Linked DNA regions of Sus scrofa: region 1 is linked to region 2. The links are chromatin contacts, called in public Hi-C maps. All regions are on one chromosome and are shown on one strand. Each heading gives the region's core, a stretch centred on a gene start, on an enhancer-like site or on the middle of the called end of the contact. The rest is flanking DNA. Distances are from core to core; before and after follow the strand shown. Region 1 has its middle 100 kb from the start of SFRP1. Region 2 has its middle 26 kb from the start of C17H8orf4.

Region 1 (6,642 bases), core at 180-2,679, 920 kb before region 2:
CAGAGAGTGGGGGAAGGTAGAGAAGGAAGGAGGGAGGAAAGTCCCCAGGAGGTGACCCGGAGCTGGGGACCTGGGAGGAACCTGGGACTGGGGACAAAGAGCAAGAGGCCTGCGGGCTTTGAGGATCAGACAGAGGGAGGGAGGGCGGCTGGGTGCTGGCGACTGCTGGCTCCTTGCTGCTTTGCAGGAGCCTCGGGCAGCTTGGGGTGGGGAGGCAGGGGAGGAACTGAGGGTGTGGAATGAGTGTGCAAACCCAGGCTTGGAGGCCCTGGAGGAGGTGCTGCTGGAAGTGCTGGGCTCTGTGGCTGTTTTTCTTGCACTTACTGGATTCTTCTTTTTCTTATTTTTTGCTTTCTAGGGCCTCACCTGCAGCATATGGAGGTTCCCAGGCTAGGGGTCCAATCCAAACTGTAGCCACTGGCCTACGCCACAGCCACAGCGACACCAGATCGGAGCTGCGTCTTACATCACAGCTCACGGCAATCAATGGCAGATCCTTAACCCACTGAGCGAGGCCAGGGATCAAACCTGCAACCTCATGGTTCCTTGTTGGACTCATTTCTGCTGCACCATGATAGGAACTCCCTGGATTCTTATATATTGACTTGCCTTTTGTTTTGCTGGGTTAAATTCTTAAGGACTCCCAGTTACAAGAGCTGGAAGGTGTAGCTGAGGGCGCCTGGTGGGGAGGTGGGCCTGTGGTACATGTGGTAGCCTTTGGGGTTCAGCCATCCTGGTTGTTAGGGGAGAGGGGAGTGTGTGTGTGTGTGTGTGTGTGTGTGTCTGTGTGAGTTTGTGTGTGGGATGTGTGTGTGTGTGTGTTTGCATGTGTGTCTGTGTGCCTGTGTGGGTCTGTGTGTGTGTGTTTGGGAGGGTTGATCCCCAGGACACACACTCCCTAACCTGGTGCCTGTGTCTTCTGCATCTGCAGGAAAGCACTGAGATTATTGGCTACCTTGGAGCCCCCACAGTAGAAAATGAGGACAGGTTTTTCCACCGCTCTGTTTGTGGTGACATTGCCAGGATGACCCCCTGCAGTTGGGAGCCTGGCTGTCTTTTCTGTGACTCAAGCCTGCGAAAATTGAATCCTCTGAGAACCCTCAGAAAAGCAAGGGGGGCCCGGCAGATGCTGTTGCCTGAAGCTGCCAAGGTCCATGTCCTGGCCATCTGTGCCCTTGTCACTCTAGAGGTTGAGCCTGTCACTTTGGCTTTGCCCGCCTGCCAACGCGCCCTCTGTCTCCCAGTTGTTTTCCCTCTTGGGACCCCTGGGAGGACCTTGGTGGGAGCCTCCTGTGGTGCCTGATGTCATTGTGGGTGTGGAGCCAGAAGGTGGGCTGGGGGCACTGGATAGGAGTCCCAGCTGCGGCTCTGCCACTCACTGTGCCACCTTGATCTCTGGCATCTTCAGTTTCCCTTGCTGGTAAGAACACCAATGTCATGGGCATTGTTTTGAAGCTTAACTAATGTATCTGGCACCCAGCAGGGGCTGTTCTGTCCCCATACTGGTCTTCCTGTTACCTTTCCAGTTGGGGCATCTCTGAGGGTGAGGCCCTGAGTCAGCTGTGCCCCTGGGACCGTCTAGACTGGGAGGCTGCCCAGCATCCCAGGCATGAATATCTGAGCCAAACTCTGACTGTTGAGACAGACACAGAGGCCAAGTCCCTTTGCTCTGAATGTCTGCTGATCGGTGCTCTGCCTGCAAAGAGTCATTTTATCTTAAGCATTAGGTGGCTTCGTTCAGGTCCCAGGAGACGACGGAAGAAAGAGGTCTCCCCACCCACGGAAAGTGTTTATACTTTCCTTTCCATTTTCTATTCTGCCCTCTCAGTCATCCTGAATGTTTATTTAACGATGCTCAAAGACCTTTTAAGCTTCCTTGGTTTAATGTTTGCTAAACACGCTGTCACTTCCACTTCTACTGATAATTTCCTGCCTGCTGCAGAACGGCCTCTGCTTACGCACCGTCTGGAAAGTCTTAATGGCATGACTAAAGGCTTGGTCCCCGCAAGTGCGTGGGCAGCCCTTGAGGTCAGGCTGCTCTCTGGGGCAGAAGAAAATGAAGAGGAACTGGGAAATTGGGAATTCACTTGGAATTCAGGAGTTTCTGTGATGAGTGGTGGTGATGGGGACAAAATGTCTAATAGATTGTGTCAATTGTCTGGATCCCAAGCAGCAGCGATCTGGTTTATCCCAGATGGCCCTAGGGCCTTGGTTTGGTCCCAAACCTGGCCCGGAGTTTCTCCATCACGAGGAGGAAGGAAAGGCATGACCAGATGCCCAGTGGTGGTTCAGTGTGATTCCTGGCACATGAGTTACAGAGTGTGGAGGAAAGAAGCTGGCTCTTTCTCAAGCCACAGGCCGAATGTTCAGCCTAACTCCAAGCTCAGCTCACCTCTGGTGTCCTTTTTTCTCCTAGTGGCCATAGAGGAACAGCTCTAAAATCATGGGCTTCTGGTCACCTGGCAACAGGAATTTGGACAGTATAGCCATGTGTGGTTGTGCAGGTTTCGCACTGTGCAACTCTGGGGGTGGGGCTAAGTCATGCTGGAGTCAAAGTGGGTGACACTCTTCTAGAGTTGTGCAGTGACATAGATTGGCTATCAACCCATAAGCAAGCTGGATGGTTCTGTGTCAGATAACTGGGGCAAGACTAAATGCGATGTGTGCAAGGCCGGGGTGAGGGATTTTGAGTAGGACCTCCTCACCACGCCACCCCATCTCTTTCCCCAGATTGGAAAGCTGCTGAGAGGTAGGCAGTGGCCTGGGGTCCTTGGCACTTAGTCTGGAGTCCATTCAGCCACAAGAATTATGTTTGAGGAGTTCCCATTACGGCTCAGCTGGTTAAGAACCCAACTAGCATCCATGAGGATGCAGGTTCAATCCCTGGCCTCTTGCTCAGTGGGTTAAGGATCCTGCGTTGCCGTGAGCTGTGGTGTATATCGCAGATGCAGCTTGGATCCCATGTCGCTATGGCTGTGGTGTAGGCTGGCAGCTGCAGTTCTGATTAGACCCCTGGCCTGGGAACGTCCATGTGTTGCAGGTGCAGCCCTAAAAAGAAAAAAAAAATTGTCTGAAGAAACTCAAAGTGTTTCTCCCCTTCAAGGCTTACAGTTTGGTGGACGTTATAAAACTCCTAAGCATGGGCTACATCGGGTCTAGAAGTTCTTCTGCCAAGGACACTGCATGGCGAGAATGTTTCAGAGCAGAGGTAGGTCTGGACAGAACACTTATGGGTCTTCATACTTGGCTTGGAGAGTGGGATGGTTTGGACGGGCGTGGGGTCCAGGGGGGCAGGGTTCACACGTGTAGGGATGGGGTGGGAGCAGAGGGTGGGGCGCACTGTGACCTGGACTGATGGCTGAGCCGGGGGTGGGGAGGCAGGCCCCTGAGGTCAGGTCCCGGCCGAGTGGTGGTGGTCCCACCGGGAGATGGTCAAGTGGGGCCGCATCTGAGGGGCTTTGATCTGGGGTGCAGTTTGGAATCTGTTCTGTCTGGGGAGCCATAGGAGGAAAGCGGGACCTACTTAGGACTTGAGAGGAGCACTGTGCATTTCTTCCCATCTTTTCCACCCACGCCTGTCCGAGCCGAGGCAGAGCTGAGGAGGCCCTGACAGCAGAGCCTCGTGGGAAGACGGCAGCATTTGGCTGAGACCCCCCACTCTGCCCTTGCCCCAGCCAAGGTCCTCTCTCTCAGGGCCAGGGCAGAGCCATCCACAGGGGCAGCAACTGGCTGTGTCTCCTGGAGGTACAGTCAAATCTCTAATGATGGCCAGCACAGAATGGGCGAGCAAGGCCACAGTCCCTCCCGCTGCCCCTCATTGCTCAAGGCTGGCTTCTTGTAGATGATGGGGTGATCCTGGCATTTCCCAGGCTTGGCAGAGGCCTTTTCTGAGTGCCGTAAGCATGAGGAGCCAGGTAGAAAGAACTCTGGGCAGCCAGGAGAGGTGCTCAGCTTATCAGGGGCTGTCCCCACACCACCATCCCTCTCCAGGCTGGCAGTGTTGATGGCTCATCTGTAAGTTGCCACCTGGACCATGTTCACCCTAGAAGGCATGGGTTTGAGAAGATGCCGTATGAGGTGGCTGCAGGCAGCGGCTAGTTCAGCCCCAGACCTCAGCTGGTTTTAGGAGTAGGACTTCCACCCCCAGTACCTGTGCTCTCGAGCCCCCTTGCCTCTCCTTTGAAGCATTCACATCCCCTTCTGGCTGGGCTGAAGCTCTGCTGGGAATTGACTCAACCCTGGCGTCTTTCTGCTCCCAGCCTCCCTGTAGAGCTCCTATTCCCATTCTGAGAGCAAACTGATGATGGATGAGAGCTGAGCGCCGCGGGCATGTCCTACTCCATCCAGCCCGTCAGCGCCAAGCCATCTGCTGCCAATTATCGCTCTGAGGTTGAGCGATGGATTGACAGGGCGGGCTTCCTGGGCTGATAGGGAAACCCTGCTGACCTGTAACTTCCCCAGAAATACATCACTCATCTCCTTATCAGCCCCGGGGAGCCCGTTAGCCCTGCAGACCTCGGATGGGAACTGGCCTCTGGGGACCGAGGCCCTGCAAACTGAGGACAGAAAAAGTGTCTCCATCCCAGCCATTCTGGATTCTGACTCATTCGGCTCCTTCTAAAACTGATAAGGATAATAGAGGCTGGAGAGAGTGTAGAGAAAAAGGAACCCTCCTACACTGTTGGTGAAAATGTGCATGAGTGCAGCCACGATGGAAAACAGTGTGCGGCTTCCTCAAAAAATGAAAAATGGAACTACCATATGATCCAGCAGTCCCACTCCTGGGCATCTCTCTGGAGAAAACTCTAATTCCATATGATACATGCACCCCAATGTTCATTGCAGCACTATGTACAATAGCCATGACACAGAAACAACCTAAATGTCCAATCAGCAGAGGAATGAATAAAGAAGTTGTGGCTGGTACACATACACAATGGAATACTGCTCAGCCATAAAAAAGAACAAAATAATGCCATTTGCAGCAACATGGGTGGACCTAGAGATTCTCATACTAAGTGAATGAAGTCAGAGACAAAGACAGACAAAGACGAATATCACTTGTACGTGCAGCCTAAAAGGATTCAAATGAATTTATTTACAAGACAGTAGTAGACTCACACACATAGAAGACAAACTTGTGGTTACTAAAGGGAAAAGGCAGGGAGAGACGAATGGGGAATTTGTGGTTAACAGACACACACAGATACATGTACATAAAATAGGTAAATAACAAGGACCTACTGTATAACACAGAAAACTATATTCAATATCTTGCAATAACATATAAAGGAAAAGAATCTGAAAGAGAGGAGTTCCCGTCGTGGCTCAGTGGTTAACGAATCCGACTAGGAACCATGAGGTTGCGGGTTCGGTCCCTGCCCTTGCTCAGTGGGTTAAGGATCCGGTGTTGCTGTGAGCTATGGTGTAGGTTGCAGATGCGGCTTGAATCCTGCATTGCTGTGGCTGTGGCGTAGGCCGGAGGCTACAGCTCCGATTTGACCCCTAGCCTGGGAACCTCCATGTGCCGCAGGAGCAGCCCAAGAAATGGCAAAAAGACAAAAAGAAAAAAAAAAAGAATCTGAAAGAGAATGTATATATATATATACACATCACATATACACACACACACGCATATATAAAACTGAATCCCTTTGCTATATACTTGAAACCAGTGGAACACTGTAAGTTAACTATACTTTAATTTAAAAAAGAGAAATAAATAAAATCAATGAGGTGGGTGTTCAAAACAATGGGAAAAGGCGTTCCCACTGCGGGCCGTGGGATCAGTGGTGTCTCTGCAGCGCCAGGATGCAGGCAGAGTGGGTTAAAGGATCTGGTGTTGCTGTAGCTGTGGCATAAGTTGAAACTGTGGCTCGGATCTGGTCCTTGGTATATACGTATATGGTGCATAGGGTGTGGTGTGTATGTGTGTGGTGTGTGTGCAGTGTGTCATGTGTGTAGGGTAGGTGGTTTATTGTGTGTTGTATGTAGTGTGTGCACTGTGTATGTTCAGTGTGTGGTATGTATGTATGTGGTGTGTAGTGTTTGTTGTGTGTGCGTGGTGTGTAGTGTTTGTTGTGTGTGCGTGGTGTGTAGTGTTTGTTGTGTGTGCATAGTGTGTAGTGTATATGTGTGTGCATGTTTTATGTGGTGTGTGTGTGTGTGTTGTGTGTAGTGTGTGTGCAGTGTGTGTTGTGTGTAGTGTGTGTTTTTTGTCTGTGGTATGGGGTGTGATGTATGTCGTGTGTGTGTGGTGTGTTTTCAGCTAAGAACTTTCTCTGGCAGCCCTGGAGCTCTTGCTCACTTTTGTTGATTAGCATTTGCAGAAAGATGATCTCATCATTGGAAATGAATTGCTCTGAAGAACACAAAGGTCACCGTGGGTCCCAAATCCATCCATCCCTCCACCCATCCATCCATCCCTTCTTCCCTCCCTTCTTCCCTCTCTCTCTCCGCCTCCATCCTTCCAGGGTTTGTCACTGACACACGCCTGGGGCAGAGAAAATGGGAAAGTGCTTAAGATCTCAAACAGAAGACTCACTGCAATGGAAGGGATTCAGCAGGAAAGAACGCAGGTCCCTAGACGGTGTGGCGTGGAGGGTAGAATTTCTGAGCTTTTACAAAAGCAAAGTTCAGAAA
Region 2 (6,760 bases), core at 2,374-4,873:
TGGATAAATAACGTGGGGTTTGTCCATACAATGGAATATCGATTGTCAATAAAAGGTGGTAAGGCACTGATGCTGGCTTCAACAGGGATGGACTTAGAAAACCTAAGTGAAAGAAGCCAGACACAAAAGATCCATGTTGTATATTTTTATTCTTTGGAAAATCCAGAATAGGGAAATCTATAGTCTCAGCAAGTAGATCAATGGTTACTCAGGGGAGGGGAGGGGCTAAGGGGAAGGGGAGGGGCTAAGGGGAAAGGGGAGGGGCTAAGGGGGGGAGGGACAGCACCTGATGAAAGATATGAGAGGTTTTGGGGAGGTGATGAGAAAGTTCTAAAATTCATTGCTGCAACGGTTGCACAACTTCGTAAATATATTAAAAATCATTGAAATTACACCTTAATTCAGTGAATTGTATGGTTTGGGAATTATATTTCAATAACATCGCAATATTTTTAAAATCTTTGGTTTTGTGTATAAATGACAGAAGTAATCAGAATACACAGAGTTAAAAAAATATAGTAACAGGTCAGAGGAAGCAAATGTGATAAATTCATTTTCTAGTAATATCACAACTATTCAAAGAGAAGATGTTGCTATTTTTATTTGCTGCATTTCAATAATATACATAATCTGGATTTAGGTGTGATTTATCAGAGAATGAAAGGAAGAAAGACACTTTAGTGGTTCCTTGGTGGCATAGTGGGTTAAGGATCCAGTGTTGTCACTGCTATGGTTCTGGTCAGTGCTGTAGTGAGGGTTCAGTCCCTGGCCCCAGCACTTCTGCATACTGTGGGTGAGACCAAACACACACACATACACACACATGCACACGCACATGCACATACGCACACTCACTTTAGGGTCAGAAGGTTCATTTTATCCTTTTCTCCTTCTAAACTCCTAAGTTCTGACTGTAAAATTGTTCTCCGTTATCTTCCTTCATGATGTATATCATTGAGAGGTGAAGAATTAAAATATATAGGTAGGAGTTCCCGCTGTGGCACAGTGGATTAAGAATCCAACTACATCAGCTCAGGTCCTTGCGGAGGTGCAGGTTTTGTCCCCAGCTTAGTGCAGTGGGTGAAAGCATCTGGCATTTCCATAGCTGTGGTTCATATACAATCCCTGGACAGGGAGCTTCCGTATGCTTCTGTATGCCGTAAGATACGGCCATAAAATTAAAAAAAATAACTCTTTTTTAAGTTTTAAAAATAAAATATGTAGGTAATTCCTAAACTTTCTTTTAAGTGGTTTTAATTTTTTTAAGGTGAAAATACTTGCATCTTTTTCTTCTAACTAAGGGGAAAGGAAAAGGACACATATGTTGAGATCCTATTCTGCACTTCAGTATATACAAAGTGAGTTTACGTATATCATCTGATTTACTCCTTACAGAAATCCTTAACAATGTAAGAATGACCCCGATGTCACAGAAGGACAAGCTGACGCTTCGACAGGAGTTGTGCAAAGGCACAAAATGGTACTTGGTAGATTGGGATTTGATTTTCACTTGTTCCATTTTAAAAAGACAGAATACAGAAGCTGAGTTTCAACTATGTTTGTTTTTATCCAGAGCCCTTCAGATTCAGGATAAACTTGCCAGCCTAAGACTGGATGTCTTTGCTGATCTGGCCCCTATTTCTTATGATCTCTTAGGACTTTAATAGTCATAAGGTCTTCAGCTCATAGTGATGTTTTCTTACTTGTATTCAACTAAAATGTCCTTTTCACTTAAATTAGTTTTATTTTTCTTTGGTGCAAAGTCCTAGCATGTGTTCAAGTTGATGTTCTAACCTGTCTGAATGTGTTTGCTTAATGATGGGGGAGGACCTTCAGGGATTATTTTCATTACTATTTGAGGCTAGGAGAGAGAGAGAGAGACAGAGACAGAGAGAGACGTAGCAGGTGGATCTGAGACAGTATCTGTCTCTATTCTGGCCCCATGGAACTGGTACCTCTGGGAAGAGAGGGCCATAGACAGAAGCTATAAACTGCTCTGTTATTAAGAAAACTCAGGACCCCAAGAATTGACTTCAATGGCCAACTAATATGTTGTTAAAAGGAATATGGTAGAGACAAGCTCCTCCCTGGGCATGGACCCAACAAGCCCTGCTAGAACTCAGCAACACTGTTTCACCTAGAAAGGTTAGCATTTGAAATGCAGGAGAAACTCTGCCAAAGGGATGAACCTGAGTGTTCTCACACAACACCAGTGGCCCTAGACGTAATGAGTGACCTTCCATAACTGACCTCACAGAGGGCCCACATCAACAAGAGGTATGAACCCATGGGTGTAAAACATTCTTTTGATTCACAGGAATATCTAAAGTTGCAAGGGATTGAGTTCCCATAATGGGAGAAGACATACGTCAGTCCAATTAGATGCATTATTGCTAATGTGACTCATTCACCCACATGAGCTATAATGACAGGGGAAACCTGAATTGTAATTTGATACTTCTACTCACTCCAACAACCGTAATCTGTTGTCGACTCCGTATTTATCTCTTCTGCACCGTGTGTTTTTCTCTTTTTTTGTGTGCAGTTGTTTAAAGATAAATATAAATTTATCAGGGCTAGGAGTCATGCATGTCACGTCGCTTCCTTTATATTGATCGAAATGCCTGGCTTCAAGAGTATATTCTCCAGACTTTACAGTTTATGGCCACAGCGCTTTCAAGTTCAGTCCCTTGCCCAAGTGAGGTCCTATAGGTGAGGTGAGACGGGGCAACTGCATGGATGGCATGCAGACACTCCTAAGTGTGACTCTTTTTTCTTTTCTTTTTCATTATTTCACCTTCTCTGTGAATCTGCCCCTTCTTCTGTCCACATGCAACCAGCAATGCTGTTGGGCAGCAAACTGGCCACAACGCAGCTAGTCTAATAGAAAAAGAAAATTGAATAGCATTGGTTGAGTATTTACTAGGTATAAGGAATGGTGCTATGTAACCTGCCCACTTAATCTCTTTGGTCTTTGCAACAATTTGTGAGATGGCTGTGAATAACACCATTTTGCAGGTGGATAAATGGAGATTCACAAAGACAAGGGACCTGCAGTCAAGAAATAATTAAACAGTAGAGCCAAGCTAAGAGTCCAGGTCTTTCTTATTCACGTTCCTTGCTGAAGAAGCCACGAAGCAGAAGCACACTATCAGCCTTTGAATCATCAGGAGGCCCCACGAACATAAACCTTTCCTGTGTCGGGGCTTCAGAGATCTGCAGATATCCTCAAAGATGTTCAAGTAGCACGAATCCGTCAAGCATCTTTCTAAAGGTCACATTTCCCAAAGTCAACCCCACGGCTATTAAGATTTGCTTGGAGATTTTGCGAAGAGATGGGGATGAACCCAAAAAAGACAATGTGAGGAATTCCTAAATTCCTTTCACATGTGCTGAGTGTCTGTGTTGGCAAGGGGGCAGCTTTGATCTCACAACCAGATAACCCAGGAAGTCATCCCAAATTCTTCTAAATATCTATGTCGTCCTCAGGGCAGAACACAAGGGCATGTCTCTTATGTTGACTCACCTGAAAAGAACAGCCAGGGCTCTAGGCTGTGTTGGGCTCTTCAGCTTCCCCTGTGAACAGGGCAGGAGGTAGCTAAAGATTAACCAAGCAAGCAAACTTCTTTGCTGTATCAACTAGGGGTAACTTTGAGGCCAACTGCTGGAATTCTGAACCCTTGGGCTGCACTGTGTGGTTTCCATAACAACAGAGGATGAGGAACATGAGGCAAACAGGCATGACTCACAAGAAATGTTTCTGCCCAGTTCCTCGGAAGCCAAATTTGGTCATTGGGGAACTTTCAGAGGATAGCGTCATCTCTGGCTTACTAATCACAGGCAAAGGGCAAAGGGTTCCTCTGTCAGAAAGCTTTCTCCATGAGTGACCAAAGGGGCATATTCATTCATCCGTGGAACTCGGTGCAGGGGGTGGGTCCCCTACTAGTCACACATAGCTGCTCCCTCCAAAGGCCCTACTGTCAGAGGGTGTCCTCTGGACGCTGTGGAACATCAGATGGCTGCTGCACAATGGTATTGTATGTGACATAACGGTGACCAGTTGGGGTCAGGCCACAGCAACCTGGACCATGACTTTTGGGAAGGGGGCTCAGCATGGCTGCTTGAACAGACTCAGCTTCTGTTGGATGGGGTGGCAGTGATGTAAGGAAGAGATGAGGGACTTCGTTCTAGATTTTCTTCTTTTTTAATTTCATTTTATTGGAGTATAGTTGACTTACGATGTTGCATTAGTTTCAGCTGTACAGCAATGTGAATCCATCATGCATGTACATATATCCCTTCATTTTTCTCAGGATAGGTTATTACGAACTACTGAGTAGATTTTCCTGTGCTAGACAGTAGGTTCTCATTAATCGTCTATTTTATACAGTAGTGTGTACTGTCTGAGGCTCACAAATAGCCAGTCTGCAATTCACCTCCCACCACCCCTGTCCTGCAACTGGTTCAAATCTTTACAGAGGAAGCTGCCTTTCTTCTGCCTTCATGCCCTGCTGTGCTTTGCTGCTGTATCCCAAAGACTATGCCCAGCCCCTCTCTCTGACAGATACTTTCCCCCTTCTGCACATCTTGCTGCTCCTTCCTCCACTTGTATCATCTCCACGTCCTTGAGAAGGATTCCCCCTTTACGCTCATGGCCCCCACATTGCCTTTCCTCTCTTCACACCCTCTTTTGCCTCCTGTGTTCATTTGATCCACTTCCCACACAGCGACCAGACTGAGTTCTTAAAATCATGGACCCACTTTGCCATTCTTCTCTTTGAAACATGACATTGACTTGGCACTGTGCTAAGGGTCCAATAGCACGAACTCCATCACCTCGGATATCAAACTACCTTCCACTCCCTCCAAGCCACCAAGCTACCTGCCTGGACTCAGGGCCTTTGCACACCCGGGGCCCTTCTGCCCTCTCCTCTTCACCTGGCTGAGGCATCCTTTACAACTCACTCTTTTTTGTCTTTTTAGGGTCACACACCTGTGGCGTATGGACGTTTCCAGGCTAGGGGTAAAATCAGAGCTGCATCTGCCGCCCTGTGCCACAGCCACAGCAACACCAGATCCAAGCTGTGTCTGTGACACAGCTCACAGCCATGCTCAATCCTTAACCCACCGAGTGGGGCCAGGGATCAAACCCAAGTCGTCATGGATACTCGTCAGATTCATTACCGCTGAGCCACAGTGGGAATTCCTTTGACTCACTTTTCTCAGTAAGGACTGTAAACTGGAGTTTGGCACTTGCCATCTGCCTCTGCATGGGTTTAATCATGAGCCACGGCAGCTGCTGACCCGCAGCATCCCCTGAGTCGAGCTCAGCAGGGAGATCAGGAATCACGCAGTCGGTGCTTTGGGAAAACTGGGAGAACGGGTCTTCAGAGAGTCAGATCGTTTTAGGGGACTATTGCATGTGCCCAATTCTTGTATTTCCTCATGTCTAGAAAAACACGAGAATCCTTCAGGGTGATGCCTGCTGCTTGTGACTAACCTGCCAGAGACCAGCAACAAACTTTTGTAAAATGTGGGCACGGCTGCATGCCCCTCCCCCTTGCCTTGGTCATATACACTGATATCGGGTCCCCCTGCCTCTCTGGGGCAGTGTGCTCTGAAATACCACCCTTCCGGCTGGCTGGCTCGCTGTAGCTAAGTGTACACAACAAACGAAGTCACAGTCCTCTGGAATGCAGCCACCTCCAAGGGGGAGAGCCAGGGAGCCCGAGGGCTGTGAAAACTCAGGATACCTGATGGCTGAGGTGCCTATCAAAGGAAAGATGTCAGTGAGCCCGGGCCTCTTTTGTTCCTGCCATCCTGCCCTTTGTTGCCAAAAATCCTATATATCCTGGCTGCCCCCTTGTTTCTTTGGAGTGGTTTTCTCAGGGATACCTGAGATGCTGTCTCCTGGGCTTATGTCCTAATTTTGCCCCCAAATAAAACCTAACTCTCAACTTTCAGGTTGTGCTTTTTTTTTTTTTTAGGTCAACAGGACCAGCATGAACCACATGTTCCCTGGAGGTCTCCCGCATAACACCACCCTGTACTTTAGACTCATTCCCATATGCTGAAAAGAAAAAAAAAAAAAAATATATATATATATATATATATATATATATATATATATACACACATACACACACATCTGTGACTAGTATTTGTTCCTGCCAGCTCAGGGGCAAGGTGACACGTTGTGTCACTTTACACCCATGGCCTGGCCCACTGTGGGGCTACCAGCATATCGCTAGGGAGGTTACACGCCTCTCAGTTAAAGTGAATTTGAATCATCTTCTTTAAACCCAGTGGGGGAGATGTAGGAAAGGGATGTGTTTACCCTGCAAGGTACTGCTTGTCCTCACTCAGGTAGTGACTACAAAAGTACACCACGCAAAAGATGTCCCTTATCTCACAATGTTTGGAACCGGTTGAACCAGTAGAGCAATTCAGGGAAGTTTCATGAGGCAAGCTCTTTAATCCTCTTAGGCACAGAGGAAAAGGCCACGGTCGTTCTGGCCAACGCTGGTCTTGAATCATTTCCTGTTAGCTCTGGAGACGCCTTGAGTGCAGAAGCAGACAGGCTGGGGAAGGACCTAAGTCTTTGGCAGGTGGGTTTGGCTCTGGGTCAGCTCCTGTGTAGCAGAGACAGCTTCCATGTTCCAAGGGCATAGCTCAGGGAAGCCCTGGCATCGGGGGTGGCTGAGTCAGTTCCAGACTGGCTAAAACCCTGTGGTACAGAGACATCCTCTGAAAAATATTT

The links. A called contact is a pair of places that touch in the nucleus more often than the background predicts.
Region 1: a Hi-C map of fibroblasts shows a contact between it and region 2, with 2.9 times the contacts expected there. The contact joins two enhancer-like sites. A contact is called at or near these places in 2 of 47 Hi-C or Micro-C datasets (embryonic fibroblasts and fibroblasts).

The regions. Positions count from the first base shown.
Region 1 is chr17:10,385,623-10,392,264 of Sscrofa11.1, reverse strand. No RefSeq gene overlaps it. Among named protein-coding and RNA genes, the nearest start is that of SFRP1, 100 kb to the left of the region's middle. Within about 2 kb of position 1,429, at least 10 of the 83 cell types and tissues checked have an H3K27ac peak or open chromatin away from gene starts, as enhancers often do. A contact at or near this core is called in embryonic fibroblasts, where this site is marked.
Region 2 is chr17:9,464,189-9,470,948 of Sscrofa11.1, reverse strand. No RefSeq gene overlaps it. Among named protein-coding and RNA genes, the nearest start is that of C17H8orf4, 26 kb to the right of the region's middle. Within about 2 kb of position 3,623, at least 48 of the 83 cell types and tissues checked have an H3K27ac peak or open chromatin away from gene starts, as enhancers often do. A contact at or near this core is called in embryonic fibroblasts, where this site is marked.